Linked DNA regions of Mus musculus: region 1 is linked to region 2. Evidence: chromatin contacts called from public Micro-C data. All regions are on one chromosome and are shown on one strand. Each heading gives the region's core, a stretch centred on a gene start, on an enhancer-like site or on the middle of the called end of the contact. The rest is flanking DNA. Distances are from core to core; before and after follow the strand shown. Region 1 has its middle 20 kb from the start of Olfml2b. Region 2 overlaps Nos1ap (nitric oxide synthase 1 (neuronal) adaptor protein).

Region 1 (7,119 bases), core at 810-3,309, 110 kb after region 2:
TGTAAATGTAACTTTTATTGGCCAGATATAACTGTCATCTTAGAGGCTTAGTGCTGAATAAACTTACCCTTTCTTGCTCTTTCTGAACTCTGGCTGGCTGATTCAGTTCAGCTGTTCTGGCTCAGAACTCCTCTCCAAGCTGACTGATTCAGACTGGCTTCTCTCAGCTTTCCCCTGAATTGCTCTGCTTGGAAAAACTGCCTCTGGATTCCACAAACTGAAATGTGCTGTCTGCACTGACTGCAGGAACTGAACAGAACTGCACAGTGCATTCAACCAAAGTGTACCAAACTGCACTGAACTGAACTCAACTGAACTGCACTCACCGGACTTCCCTCAATCCCTGACTAACTCTGTGCTGCTCTTAAGTAGCCTCTCTTTCCTGCCTGTTCTCGGGAGAGTTGGAAGAATCCAATCTCTGATTCATTCTGTCAAATCTCTCTCTGATTCAGCACTTTGTCTGTCCTTCAATTATATGTCACTTTCGAACATGGCTGCTTCCTTCTACAAACTAACCTTACCTACACTTTTTAGGATTAAAGGTGAGTATTAAGGGCATGTGGAATTAAAGGTGAGTGATGTGTCTGTATGGATCATACAGACCTAGAATGTCTTTGGATGCAATTCCTTGCCAGAGGAGCCATGTTGCTGGATTAAATTCCTCTACATATTTCAGTGAGTAGAGTGCTTGCCTAACACTTACAAACCCCTAGGCTGGATCCCCAGATAAAGCACTATTACAAAAGATAACATAGAATCAAGCACTATCATTTAGCTTATCACCAGGACTCTCACAATTGTAAGTGCTAATGTGAGTGTGAACCCTAAAACCACAGAAGCCTTACACACTTCAGAATATCTTACACATGACCTTTGGGATATTTTCAGAATGAAAATACTAAGATTAAAAATTCTGGTGAAATCAAATGCCAGCAAAATTTCCTTTTCTTTCAGCTCTTATGATTTTATTTTTTTGTCGTAGAGTCTCACTATGTAGCCCAGGCTAAGCTCAAGCTCATAGCAATCCTGCTGCCTCAACCTCCTGAATGCTGGGATTACAAGTGTGAGACACCATGAGCAGCAATTTGGATCTTTCAACCTTAAAGCAAGAAGGGTTTCATGCCTGTTAGTTTAGCAGTTGGGAGGTAGATTGGAAGTTCATGATCACCTTCAACCACAAAGAGAATTCAAGGCCAGCCTGGGACACATAAGACAGTATCTCAAAAACAAAAACAAAAACAACCCAACTTTGTATCGCTGCAGTGTCTTTTTTCTGGTTGTTACTTTCAAGATTTTCTGTTTACTATTCTCTGATGTAGTTATCACATTCTTTTGTCTGGTGTGCATATGTATGTGTTCCTCTGCTGGGACTTCATTCAGCATCTCAGATCATTAGTTTTATGGTTTTCATCCACATGGAGAATTTTCAGTTATCTGAGATACTTCTCCTCCACAGCATGTGGCTCCAGCTCAGGGTATGCTTGGCTCCTGGCTATTATCCTGGGGCTCGCAGTGTTTGGGAAAATTCATTGGTTATTTTGTTGCCCTTCCTGAACCCCAAGTTCTTCCTCTGACAGAGATTTTAGACAGTCTTTATTGCTGCATTTTTAAGTTTATTCGCCATTTTGTCTATAGTACCTAGAATGTTGCTTAGTTATTTCTTTTTCATTTTTAAATGTTGTTCATAAAAAAAAAAAGGAAGTTACCTGACTCCTGAGGGGAAGGAAAAAAAGTAGAATTATTATATCACTAGAGCCTAAAGAACAACATTTAAAAATGAAAAAAAAAATTACTAAGTTTCCATCTGTAAGAGAACAAAATTACATATATTTAAAGGCCTTATTTTTTCCCCTCTGGAGTCAGATAACTTTCATTTTTTAAAACAGAGGTAAGTATATTAATGGAGAGAGAGAGAGAGAGAGAGAGAGAGAGAGAGAGAGAGAGAGAGAGAGAGAGAGAGGACAGGCAGACAACACATGCACACATGCACGCATGCACTAAAAATAGCTGCCTGGTTAGATGGCTTGCGTCAGAAACACTCTCTTATCTTGCCAACGGCAACTGCCCTGTTTGGGAAATGGAGTTGTTATCGCTCTGACCCTGACTTCTTGTGTTGCTCAGACATACAGCTGAGTGTGACGTGAGCTGTTACATCTTCACTTTTACCCTGGATGTTGGAGCCACATTTAGAAGCTCAGACCAAAGCAATGACCTTCCTGGTGGTCCAGCCCCTTCTCACTCCCCACCTCAGTACTGGGGCATTGAACCTAGAGCCTTTTTAAGCATAGCATGTGCTGCCAATTCAGCCATATTCCAGCCCCTACACTAAAATTTTAAGGTTTCCTTCATTGTTAAATGCTACACTATCTACTTTTTTTTTTCTGATTACCTGATTTCATCTCTATTGACTGGCTTTGCGTTGTTTGTTTTTTACTTTTGAGACAAGGTCTTATTCTGTAGCTCAGGGTGGCCTCAAACTCCCAAGTTCTGGGATTAGAGGTTTGGCCACCACATCTCAGACTAATGCTCCTTTTGATGATGAATCATAGATATTCTCTCTCTCTCCCCCTCCCTCTTCCTCCACCCTCCTCTCTGTGTTTAGTAATATTTTTGTTAGATGTGGAACATTCAGAATACTACATTGTGAGAGTATGCCAATAGCTTCCTCTAGCAATAGTCTAAACTTTGCTTTGTTTTTGAGACAGGATCTTACTTTGTAGCCCCCACTGGCCTGAAACTCACTATGTAGACCAGGCTGGCCTTGAACTCACAGAGATCTGCCTGACTCTGCCTCCCAAGTGCTTGCATGAAAGAACTGCATCACCTTAATTATCCTTTCCAGGGTAGCTAAATTCTTTGTATATCAGCTCAATCTGCTTGAGGCTGTTTTATTTAGCTTTTTATGGTGACCATTAAGACAGTTTCCCTCAGGGGCAGCATTTCTTGTCTCTCTCACCACCAGCCAATTATGACATCAACCAGTGTCCCGTAATTTACTCAGAGTTTGCATACAAATCTAGTTCAAGGCCTTTAGTTCTATAATCTTTTTTTGTTGTTTTGTTTTTGTTTTTTCCTAAATTTTTTTATTATTTAAATGCATTTTATACATCAATCATATTAATAATATTGAGTATTTTGAGAATCAAGTAATACATAAAAGATTTGTTCAACTTTTATATTCATATCCTTTCATACCCTAAAAATATCATTAATGAACATTTAACACTCTCCATAACTGAGGATCCTATATCTAATGTTGAAAACATTATCTAATTTGTTTCAAAACATACAAAATATTCCTTGGGAATTTAACATAGTAAAAGAGCATAAAATATTAAAAATGAAACATTAAGAAATATATTCAAAAGCCCTTATATGATACCACCTGACATAGTGAGCGAGTGTTTAAAACACATTATATACCTGTGTACATTGTCTAATAATCAGTTTACTTAAAAAAGATTATCAGTGTTTCTAGGAGAGAAATTATTTTATCAGTAAGTATATTTTAAAATTTCAAAATAGCAAAAACTCTTTGAAGTTAAACATTAAGAAAATGCTAATTTCAAGCACAGTGACAAAAATTATCAATAATATTTCCATGATGTTTGTAGAACATGATTTCAATATTTTCAACTGTTAATATTCAACAAACAGAATAATTATTTTAACATATATTTCTTTTTCATTTCTGATTTTATTAATTTGATTTAATTAATTTTCTGTCTCTGAGCCCTCTGGTTAGTCTGGCTAAGGGTTTATCTATCTTGTTGATTTTCTCAAAGAACCAGCTCCTGGTTTTATAGATTCTTTGTATAGTTCTTTTTGTTTCTACTTGGTTGATTTCAGCCCTGAGTTTGATTATTTCCTGCCTTCTACTCTTCTTGGGTGTATTTGCTTCTTTTTGTTCTAGAGCTTTCAGATGTGCTGTCAAGCTGCTAGTGTATGCTCTCTCCAGTTTCTTTTTGGAGGCACTCAGAGCTATGAGTTTTCCTCTTACCACTGCTTTCATTGTGTCCCATAAGTTTTGGTATGATGTATCTTCGTTTTCATTAAATTCTAAAAAGCCTTTAATTTATTTCTTTATTTCTTCCTTGACCAAGTTGTCATTGAGTAAGAGCGTTGTTAAGCTTCCATGTGTATGTGTGCTTTCCACTGTTTTTGTTGGTATTTAAGAACTACCTTAGTCCAAGGTGATCTGATAGGGTGCATGGGATTATTTCAATCTTCTTGTATCTGTTAAGGCCTGTTTTGTGACCGATTATATGGTCAATTTAATACCATGAAGAAGGTACCATGAGGTGCTGAGAAGAAGGTATATTCTTTTGCTTTAGAATGGAATTTCTATATATATCTGCTAGATCCATTTAGTTCATAACTTCCATTAGTTTTACTGTGTGTCTCTGTTTAGTTTCTGTTTCCATGCTCTGTCCATTGCTGAGAGTGGGGGTAGAAGTCTCTCACTATTATTGTATGGGATGCAATGTGTGCTTTAAGCTCTAGTAAATTTCTTTTATGAATGTGGGTGCCCTTGCATTTGGAGCTTAGATGTTCAGAATTGAGAGTTCATCTTGGTAGACTTTTCCTTTGACCAGTATGAAGTGACCTTCCTTGTCTTTTTTGATAACTTTAGGTTCGAAGTCCATTTTATTCGATATTAGAATGACTACTCCAGCTTGTTTCTTGGGATGGTTTGCTTGGAAAATTGTTTTCTGATGTTTTACTCTGAGGTAGTGTTTGACACTGAGATGTGTTTCCTGTATGCAGCAAAATGCTGGGTCCTGTTTAAGTATTCAGTCTGTTACTCTATGTCTTTTTGTTGGGGGATTGAGTCCAGATATTACTTCCTATTATTTTTGTTGTTAGAGGTGGAATTATGTTTGTGTGGCTATCTTCTTTTGGGTTTGTTGAAAGATTACTTTCTTGCTTTTTTTCTAGGGTGTAGTTTCCCTCCTTGTATTGGTATTTTCCATCTATTATTCTTTGTAGGACTGGATTTATATTGTGTAAATTTGGTTTTGTCATGGAATATCTTGTTTTCTCCATCTATGGTAACTGAAAGTTTTGCTGGGTATAGTAGTCTGGGCTAGCATTTGTGTTCTCTTAGGGTCTGTATGACATCTGCCCAGGATCTTCTAGTTTTCATAGCTGCTGGTGAGAAGTCTGGTGTAATTCTGATAGGTCTGCCTTTATGTGATACTTGACCTTTTTCCCTTACCGCTTTTAATATCTTTCTTTGTTTTGTGCATTTGGTATTTTCATTATTAGGTGACAGGAGGAATTTCTTTTCTGGTCCAGTCTATTTGAAGTTTTGTAGGCTTCTTGTAGTTCATGGGCATCTATTTCTTTAGGTTAGGGAAGTTTTCTTCTATAATTTTGTTGATGATATTTACTGGCTCTTTAAGTTGGGAATCTTTACTCTCTTCTATACCTATTATACTTAGGTTTGGTCTTCTCATTGTGTCCTGAATTTCCTGGTGGTTTGGGTTAGGAGCTTTTTGTTTTTTGCATTTTTTCTGATTGTTGTGAGAAATTGGTATCTTCAGCACCTGAGATTCTCTCTTCTATCTCTTGTATTCTGTTGGTGATGCTTGCGTCTATGACTACTGATCTCTTTCCTATGTTTTCTATTTCCCTTAGTGATTTCTTGTTTGTTTCTAGTTCCATTTTTGGTGGTTTTGTTCATTTCCTTCTCCTGTTTGATTGTTTTCCTGTAATTTTCCTCTTTAAGGGCTTCTAGCTGTTTACCTGTGTTTTCCTGTATTTCTTTAAGGGAGTTATTTATGTTCTTCTTAAAGTCCTCTATCATCATCATGAGAAGTAATTTTAGATCCAAATCTTGTTTTTCTAGTGTGATAGTGTATCCAGGACTTACTATGGTGGGAGAATTGGGTTCTGATGATGCCAAGTAACCTTGGATTCTATTGCTTATATTCTTATGCTTGCCTCCTGCCATCTGATTGTCTCTAGTGCTACCTGTCCTTGCTGTCTCTGACTGGAGCCTGTCCTTCCTGTGATCCTGGATGTGTCATAACTCCTCAGATTTCAGCTGTCTCTGTGATCCTGGAATTCTGTGATCCTGTGATCCTGAGATGCTGGGTGTGTCAGAGCTCCTGGGAGTCAAGGTGCCTCTGGGACCCCGATATCCTGGTGTGACCAAGCTCCTGGGATCCTGAGATCCTCTGATCCTCTGATCCTGGGTGTTAGAGCACCTGGGAATGGAGCTTCCTCTGGGTGTTGTGGGACTGGCTGTGGAGTTCACGTCCAAGGTATGCCTAGTCCTGCAATCTTGTAGTCACTTTTTGTGCCTGTCTTGATCATTGACAACCAGGTATTCATGGTTCATCTAACTTAGCTACCAAACTAGGGAGTTCCCAGTCATCCACCTTCCTGTTTATGATTGGTAATGTGACCTGAGATAGTCACAAAAGTGCTTTGCTGACATCAGGCATAATGGAAGGGTTTATGGGGGCAAACACCAGACAAGTTATGTGGAGTGCCATGCTTCCATACCCTCTCCACGTGAGTGCTCCTCAGGATATCAATAGATTCAATAACCTGGAAGTAAGGCAGTCAGGGACCACCAGAAAGGGGAAAATGCAAAATAATTCTGAACCCTTGACCAGTTACCCATTAAAAGCATGCTTTTCATGAGCATCGTCTTAAAACACAGATTAGCCGACAAGCCCAGAATGTTTACAGACCAGGCATGCTATATGACACCATGCAGACACCATGACCACACAGTGACAAGCAGACAAGGGGAGAAACTGCATCCCATAAAATGTCCTCCGTAAGACCCATACTCATTTCAGATGGCAGATGATCTCTCAGAGCAAATTCACAACATTCATATAAATTTTGTTTAGTTTTGTTTTGTTTTATTTTGTTTTTGAGAAAAAGGGCTCACTGTGTAGCCCTAGTTGGCCCAGAACTCACAGCCAATCCTTATACCTCTGCCTCCAGAATGTTGGAATCACAGGTGTGAACTGCCATGCTCAACAGGATCTGCTCTTAGTTGACTTACAAATCACTGATATTGGAGGTTGCAGAGTCGAGCAATCCATTATCAACTTTTCACCAGCCTACTGGTGTTTATACCACAGATATGTGGGTTTT
Region 2 (7,604 bases), core at 2,920-5,419:
TCGCCCAAGCCCACCTGCGAATTCTGATTTGCGTCCTTTGCTTAAAAGGAAGACAAAACCCCCACTAAACACTGCTGAGAACACATTAAGTGTTTTCTTAAGTTTAAACAAAACCAAGTTCCCTTTTGAAGAAAAACAAAAAGGCAAACATCCAGTGTTTGACCAGTTCATGTCTCATATACTAGAAGTATGATATGGAATATTAGCCAATAATAAAAGGACATGAAGTGTTGGTGCATAAAAAAAGCACAGGTTAACTGTGCAAACACTAAAAGAAGCCAGACACGAAGGTCCACATATTTTATGAGACCGTCAATAGCTAATGTCCAAGACAGGCAAATCCATTCAGGTTGGAAGTGAACTGGTGGAGGATACTTGTGGCTGGGAGCCTCGGGGACATTGGGAGATGAGAGGGTAGAAGCACAAAGTTAGCTAGAAGTATGTGGTCCTGTGGTAGAGCACTGACTAGCATGCTGGAGGTCCTGAGTTTGATCCCCAACGCTGCAAAAACTTTAAAAATCCAGAGTTTCCTTTGGGGAGGAAGTAAGTTCTATAATGACGTTTGCATAATGATGTATATGGATATATACTAAATCCCAATGCTAAAATTGTATAGTGTATGATGTATAAATTATATAGTATATGAGGTATATCTCAATAAAGTCATTACCCAAAAAAGTATTGGCAAATTATAATATCATTTAAATATGTAAAACATACATCTAGATATAAACTGCTTATGCATACAGGCCTTATATAGATTTATAATTTAAACACAAGTTATATTATATAACCAATAAATTCAAACAAGTCAGACTTCACACTGAAATCACCTCTCTGTGAATACACAGTGGATATGTTATCCGAGCTCTCCGGTGCCCAGCCCAAGCAGAATCAGTAGTGATACTCAGAACGTCCACCACCAGGACCACAGTCAGTGCTGGGGTGCAGTGTGTGAAGGTGGCTCTGTATTGTCAATGGTTGATAGCTAAGTCCTAGCTGGGTCTTTGTACTGTCATTCCTATGGCCCATCACTGGCCTCATATTTTGTACCCAGCACAGGTACCAACAAGTCAGAAAAGATACTAAAAGCAGCAAAGCCAAACTCTTTCTGCAAGCAACCCAAATGGAGATGCCAGGAGCATGTCTGTTGCCAGTCCTCCATGCAGCCTGCATACCACGCAGGTGCTAGCTCCACTCCGGGTTACTTCCTTCTGTCTAGACTCTACAGAAGTCTTAATTCCTAGCTCCTACTTCTGCAAAGGATGCACAGACCAATTTGCCTTAAGAGAATTCATCCCATACACATGAAGAGACATCCTGCTCTCCTGTAGAGCATAAACAGTGAGGAGGCATAGACTGCCCACTCTGGAGGACACAACAGGCACTCTCAGTAGTGATGGCTAAAAGCTAACGAGCTGTACCAGCGTGGACGATGAGCTTAGTTTACTTTGTTCACATTAGGATCAAACGAAAACACAGTTTTTGAAAAGTCTTACAGAGAACTCTCAAATACCTCACTAAATGAAGATAACCTGATATTTCAAGAGATCCTACTCTGAGAAACATTAATCTACAAACTGGTTTAAAAAAATCAACGGGTCTCAGAGCAAATAAATTCATATCTTTAATAAAAGCTAAGGGTTATCGGCTGCTTATCACTGCTCTCAATGGACGTTGTTAGAAAGGACGCTTTTGGGGGTTTTGTTGGGGTGGTGTTGGTATTTTTAGGAGGTTTTGCTTTGTGTATGTGTGTGTGTGTGTTATTTGTTCGTGGAGACACAGTATCACTAGGTAGACCTGGTTCATCTGCAACTCAATAAGTAGAGCAGGCCAACCCCAAACTTAGTGATCCCCATCTTTGCCTTCTAAACACTGGAATTACAGATATACAAGTGACAGGGCATTTTGCTGTTGCTGTTTTGTTTTTGTGGTCTAGGGTCCATATCCTTGTGCGTACTAGTAAAGTCTACCACTGAACTGTAGCTGCAGCCTGCAACTATCATTTGGGTACACAGGCCACGTGTCAGGCACATCTGTTTGTGTTGTGTATGCATTCACTTATTATCTGGTAAAATCTAGCTACAGAAAATGTATCATATCAATTTTACTCATGATCAAACATTGACTGACACGTTAAGAACCTTGTCCAAAGTCCCCTGATCCCACGCAGAAGAAACACAATCTGACTTTAGTTCGGCCTCATCTTGTACTCGAAACTTTCCATAAGTGGAAGGACCTTCCCAATCCCTGCTAGAGCCTGGTGCCTCTAATCCACTGGGATAGGCACAATAATGCCCCCTCAAGCCTTTAAAGGTGCCATATCACATGACAGAATATCATATATATATATATATATATATCACATGACACTTTAGATGAGAGGATGAATCTTGACGGGGAAATATTGTGGGAGTCTTGGGAGAAAATGGATGAGAGAGAGCGGATCACAAAGGTTTCTATCAGTGAGGCTACAGAATGTGACGCCATGCAGTGATGGGAAGCAGAGGTCACAGTGGCAGCCCTGCTGGCCCTGAAGACAGACAGGAGGCACTTGCCAAAATCATGGGCAACCTCTGGGCATATCCAACCTCGTGACATGTGACACGGTGTCGCGATGTGAAAAGTTTGAATTCGAAAACCATGCAATTAGATTAATAACAATGATAAAGAAAGAATATCTCATCGTGTTGTCCGTTTATAATGGCATTCTGGGTCACCTTCACAGATGCTCGTGTCTATGTATGCATGCTTCATAGAATGTGCTCAGTGGACCTTGGGTTGGTTCCACTTACAAGGATGCTAGAAGAGCAAGAAACAGACTGTTCTCTAGGGCTTCCAGCAGAAAAGCAGAAAGCAGGCTTAACAGTGCCTTGGTGGCTCCCCATTTCAGGCTCTTGATTCCCCAGAACTATAGGATGAGAAGTTAGAGTTATTTTAAGCAGTTGCATTGTGCCTGGTTCGTACATCCTGGGAAGTGGCATGGCCAAGCTAACAGAGCAGAGGTGGTACTTGCAGACTCCGACAAAAAGAGGAAAACATAATAAGAAAAGAGTCCACTGTTGACCAAGGCAAGCTACTCAGGAGAAAGGTCCAAGGTGATAAAAGGCCACAGTAGAAGCCCTCTGCCATGGGGAAAAGGGGCATGCAGACAGGACCCATGGCTCCAGTCATCAGCTCCACAAAGCCACCAGCCCATGATAAGCTACCAAGAATGCATCCAATGTAAGCCCTCCTGAAAAAACACCCAGGGCCTTTCAGATTTTCTCATCCTTTGGTTTTCCTTAAGAAAAATTCTCAGGGAAACTGGCAAAAATGGTAGCTGCTGGAGGAGGAGGTGGACATGGCCAGTTCCTGGTTGCCAATCTACTGACTACCTACCCCTCCTGTGCGGCCACACTAGAGAAATCAAAGCATGCTATGTAGCAATCTTGATTCTACTCTGCACCATTTTGGAAGCAGTTTGCAGTGTAGACTAGAATGTGCCCAACCCCTAGTCAAAGAGGTCAATGGGAAGTGGGGGTCACATGGTGGACACTAGAAATACAGTCATTCTTATGCCACCAGTGATGGGGATGTCGTGGCAGGAGCATAAGAGGACAAGATGAGCCATGCAAGATGGCTTCCCCAAGGAAGGAATGTGTTCACTAAAGAGACTAACTGATAAAAGCAGCTAGATACAGCAGCTGGCTGTTCAAAGCAGCTAGAAGTCTCAGGGTATTTATCTGCATGTATGAAATGCTCTGAAACCCAGAGGAAAGGTATAAAAAAATGATAGCAATGAATATAAATAGCCCTTTATGGTTTATAAAGCATTTTTTCACGCACCATCCCAGATCTGACAACAGCACTAGAGAGACAGGATGAGAAGTAGCATGCTGTCTTTTATAAATGAGGAAGCTGAGATTAACAGCCGTCAGCTGCTTTGCCAAGGTCACACATTAAGTCAAGGGGAAGACTCAAGCCCAACTCTCATTACTCCTTGTTGAGAGTCCTCTTGACTATCCAGAATGCCCTTCCCAAGGAGACTACAGTGAAGCAGCAGGGACTGGTGTTGGTATCTGGGAACAAAGGACACGGGGTAGTTGGGTCTCATATTAGACACTGAAGATTCAAAGATGTTTGTGACAGGATGTGGTACCTTCCTCCAGGACCAGACCTCTCAGAGCTGTGACAGCCATATCTTAGAAGCCATCCAGCTGTGGCACCTGTCATCACTGGCTTATCTCTCTGTACAAAGCCTTTCCTGTCTCCCATAAATTGGGTTTAATCTCCCAGTTGCACTCACACTTCCTTGGCTTCTTTTCACTTTACTAATGATGTACAGAGTATGTATTGCTGTGCATTGTTGGTGGGATGCAAAATGAAACCACTATGAAAAGGGTGTTGGAAGTTCCTCAAAGAACCCAGCTACTGCCAGGCACAGTGGCATGCCTACGGTCCCAGGTACTCAGGAAGCTGAGGCAAGGAGGATCATTTATGGTCACAAGTTCAAGACCAGACTAGATACCCTAATGAGATGCCAGCTCAAATATTTAACCTACCATTACGATCCAGAAATCCCTTTTCTGAGTATATAAACAAGAAAAAAAATCAAAGAAAGTTCTGAAAGAGACATTTGCACATCCATGTTCTCACGGAACTATTCACAACAGCTAAAAGATAGAAACAAGTGACCATCAGTAGATGAATACATAAAGATGTGGTCTGTCCATACAAAATAACACAAGTAATAGAAAGGAGGGAAATACTGCCACTATACAACACAGATGGACTAGGAAGACATGTCAGTACAAGGGGACAAATACTGCATCATCCCATTCTCATGACATTGTAACGTGGTCACAATCATCACAGAAACAGAAGGTAGGAAGACAGACTCCTAGGGAATCAAGGAAGAGGGGATTGTATTTAATTGATACAGAGTTTCAGTTTTACACAAAGGGGAAAAAAAAAAGACTGGAGATCCTAGATGCAACAGTAAGGATACACGGAACTACTGAACTGTCTGCCTTTAAAAAGGAAAACCTAATGCTATGCACAGTTACAATCCACTTCTTAGAAACAGATTAAAAAGAGAAAAATAAAGAGTATCTAAGACGGACATCATAAGTTCAAAAAAGAATATGTGGAGAAGGTGGGAAACCAAATGAAGAGGAAGGGAGGGCAGAGGAAGCATTCCAGCTGAAGATGGAGTGTAAATTTAACCAAGTCCACACTGGGGCATGGGGCTGGAGATGAGCAAGAATGCATCCTCCAACCAGAGCCCCAAGTACTAAGAGCACTGAGTTCGGGGTCGAGCAGAGCCCTTCACTCCCTGCATGCATCCTTTAGGAAACATAGGAATCTTTACTGCCACACCACAACACAGCTCTCCAGAGAGGACCAGAAGATGAAAGCTACAGAGGTTAGCAATGATGGGCATGGTGACCCACACCTGTACCACAGCACAGGGCAAAGAGATCTCAAATTCAAGGTTAGACTAGGCTATATAGTGAGACTCTATCTCAGGAAGCAAGAAAAGAAGGAAGGAAGGAAGGAAGGAAGGAAGGAAGGAAGGAAGGAAGGAAGGAAGGAAGGCAGGCAGGCAGGCCGGCCTTGGCAAGACACTCACATCTCACCTGTAAGCCTCTGTGGTCCTTATCAATAGCTGCTCTCAGGACTACCTACTGCTCTGGCCAAGCCCTGGGGTCTGGGGCTTCTAAGCCCAGCAGAGCACCCAGCAACCAAAATCTGCAGTGTCCTATCCAGTATTAGCCTGGCACCATTCAACATAAAGGGACAGTGTCAGCTGTAGTCCTTTACACAGAAATCCCATGCCCTAGTTCTTGACAGCTGTAATTACAGCCCAAACAGCTTTTGAAAGGCAAAGAGAAAGAAGAAAATAGCAGCCTGGACCTAGCAGTGAATTGTGGGGCATGGGGGGCGGGGGGGGGGGGAAAAGACACACAATCAGAGCGCTTGCTACTAATGGCAGCCAGTCCACACAAGCCACTGGACAGCCAGCCCAAACAACTTTCTGACCAATTAATTTCTCCCTCTAATGTAATGAGCTGCTCATTAAGTGCTGGAAGCAGCTTCCACAGAGGGGGCTGTAGGAAGAAGCTGGCACAGCTCACAGGTAATGAGGGGAGAGGAGCCTGCCACATTCCAGGCTCAGATTCCTGCAGATCCCAAGACCAACTGGTGCCATACCCTGTCTGGTCCGCCCCAGCTTCCAGATAATGTTTTCCCATGCCTCTGCCCATTTTAAGTTCCCCCTTTCTGGGAAGGTGCCATGTCTCAGTCCTTTGGTTCCACCCAATTAAGGTCAAGAATCACAATCAGCATTCCAACGACCCCTCCACAGGACACCAGGGGCCACAGCACAGCTGGGTATGACACCCTCCCCCCCCCCCCCCCCCCGCAAGCTGCCGGTCAACAGTAACCTGACCTGAAATACTTAGACTGCTTCAGGTTCCAGGTCTCACCCATGAAATATAATGCCAATATCCTCACCTCATCTAAAGTAGCTATAAATAATAATAAAACCTATTCAATATCAAAACATCTAAAAAAAGCATCCAGCATGGAAGCAACTATTACTATTGGTAAAGATAATGCTTTCAGGATGATGGTAATATCAGCAACAGCCATTCTCTGCCCCATCAGTCAAACGTGAGTAACAGAGAACTTTGGTGGACACCGAGTGTGGGTAGCTCCAGTCCCAGTCTTTCTATCACAGCAGGGAGCACAACGCAAGGCCTCTGCTTCTTCTATCCATGCAGGAGGGCAAAAGGGAGAGTAAAGCGGCCCAGAAGTACCGAGCCCCAGCCGGCCAAACGGGGAGTAAAATGTGCAGCTTTTCCTTGAGACCAAGAGGAAGTGATAGAACGGACTCAGGTCACACACTCCTGGGCCTCCAGCACTCCTCAATATTTCTTTGAGCTTCACGCTAGTCTAGAAAATGACATGGCATGATCCTCTAATGCTGTGACTACTCAGCGGAATTACTCTCATGAAAGTCCTTCAAATCTCCTTATTTCCAGGGACTGTTATCTAGAACAGTCTCAGTAAAGTCAACGTGGTAAAGACGAAAAGGCTCAAAGGCCGGAAGTATCAATGAGGGACGCAGAAAGCTAACAGCAAACGTGGTTACACTCCCTCCGTGACACAAGAAGAAGCCACACACCTGAGCAATCCCAAGCCCACCTCCACATAAATGCACAGTTCGGTTCCGGTTCAGAGCTCCCGACCGAGTTCCTTCACGATCCCTGCTCCAGGGACCAGTGTCAGACGGCAGTAGGTTGCCACACATACCAAACTCTTCCAGGGTCGCAGGGAGGGGAAGGGGAATGAGTGCGCAAAGCTTACCCATCCCGAAGCCTCAAACAGCTGACCAAGGAAATTTTGTTGGAATCTCATATCCAGTCGTAAAATCCTCTATCCTGTACCACAATAAATTACCCTTTTAACACAACAAATTACCCTTTTAAAATGTTTTGATCAATTACTAGATGCTTGCTAAACTTTTGCTCAACATTTGCCAGTCTCCTTTACTAGCCAACCTCAGCGCATGCGTCTCAGTTGGAAGCGCTGCAGGACACGGATGAGGGAGAATGCTG

Evidence for each region. Hi-C and Micro-C count contacts between places; a contact is called where the count stands out from the background.
Region 1: a contact with region 2 is called in a Micro-C map of the G1E-ER4 cell line. The contact joins two enhancer-like sites. A contact is called at or near these places in 12 of 484 Hi-C or Micro-C datasets (the G1E-ER4 cell line, the HL-1 cell line, the N1E-115 cell line and 3 more) and 1 of 115 datasets of contacts at active chromatin or transcription factors (embryonic stem cells).

What each region holds. Positions count from the first base shown.
Region 1 is chr1:170,621,087-170,628,205 of GRCm38.p6, forward strand. No RefSeq gene overlaps it. Among named protein-coding and RNA genes, the nearest start is that of Olfml2b, 20 kb to the right of the region's middle. Within about 2 kb of position 2,060, at least 45 of the 459 cell types and tissues checked have an H3K27ac peak or open chromatin away from gene starts, as enhancers often do. A contact at or near this core is called in the G1E-ER4 cell line, where this site is marked.
Region 2 is chr1:170,506,827-170,514,430 of GRCm38.p6, forward strand. All of the region lies in intron 2 of Nos1ap (nitric oxide synthase 1 (neuronal) adaptor protein), which reads right to left. Among named protein-coding and RNA genes, the nearest start is that of Gm46171, 30 kb to the right of the region's middle. Within about 2 kb of position 4,170, at least 14 of the 459 cell types and tissues checked have an H3K27ac peak or open chromatin away from gene starts, as enhancers often do. A contact at or near this core is called in the G1E-ER4 cell line, where this site is marked.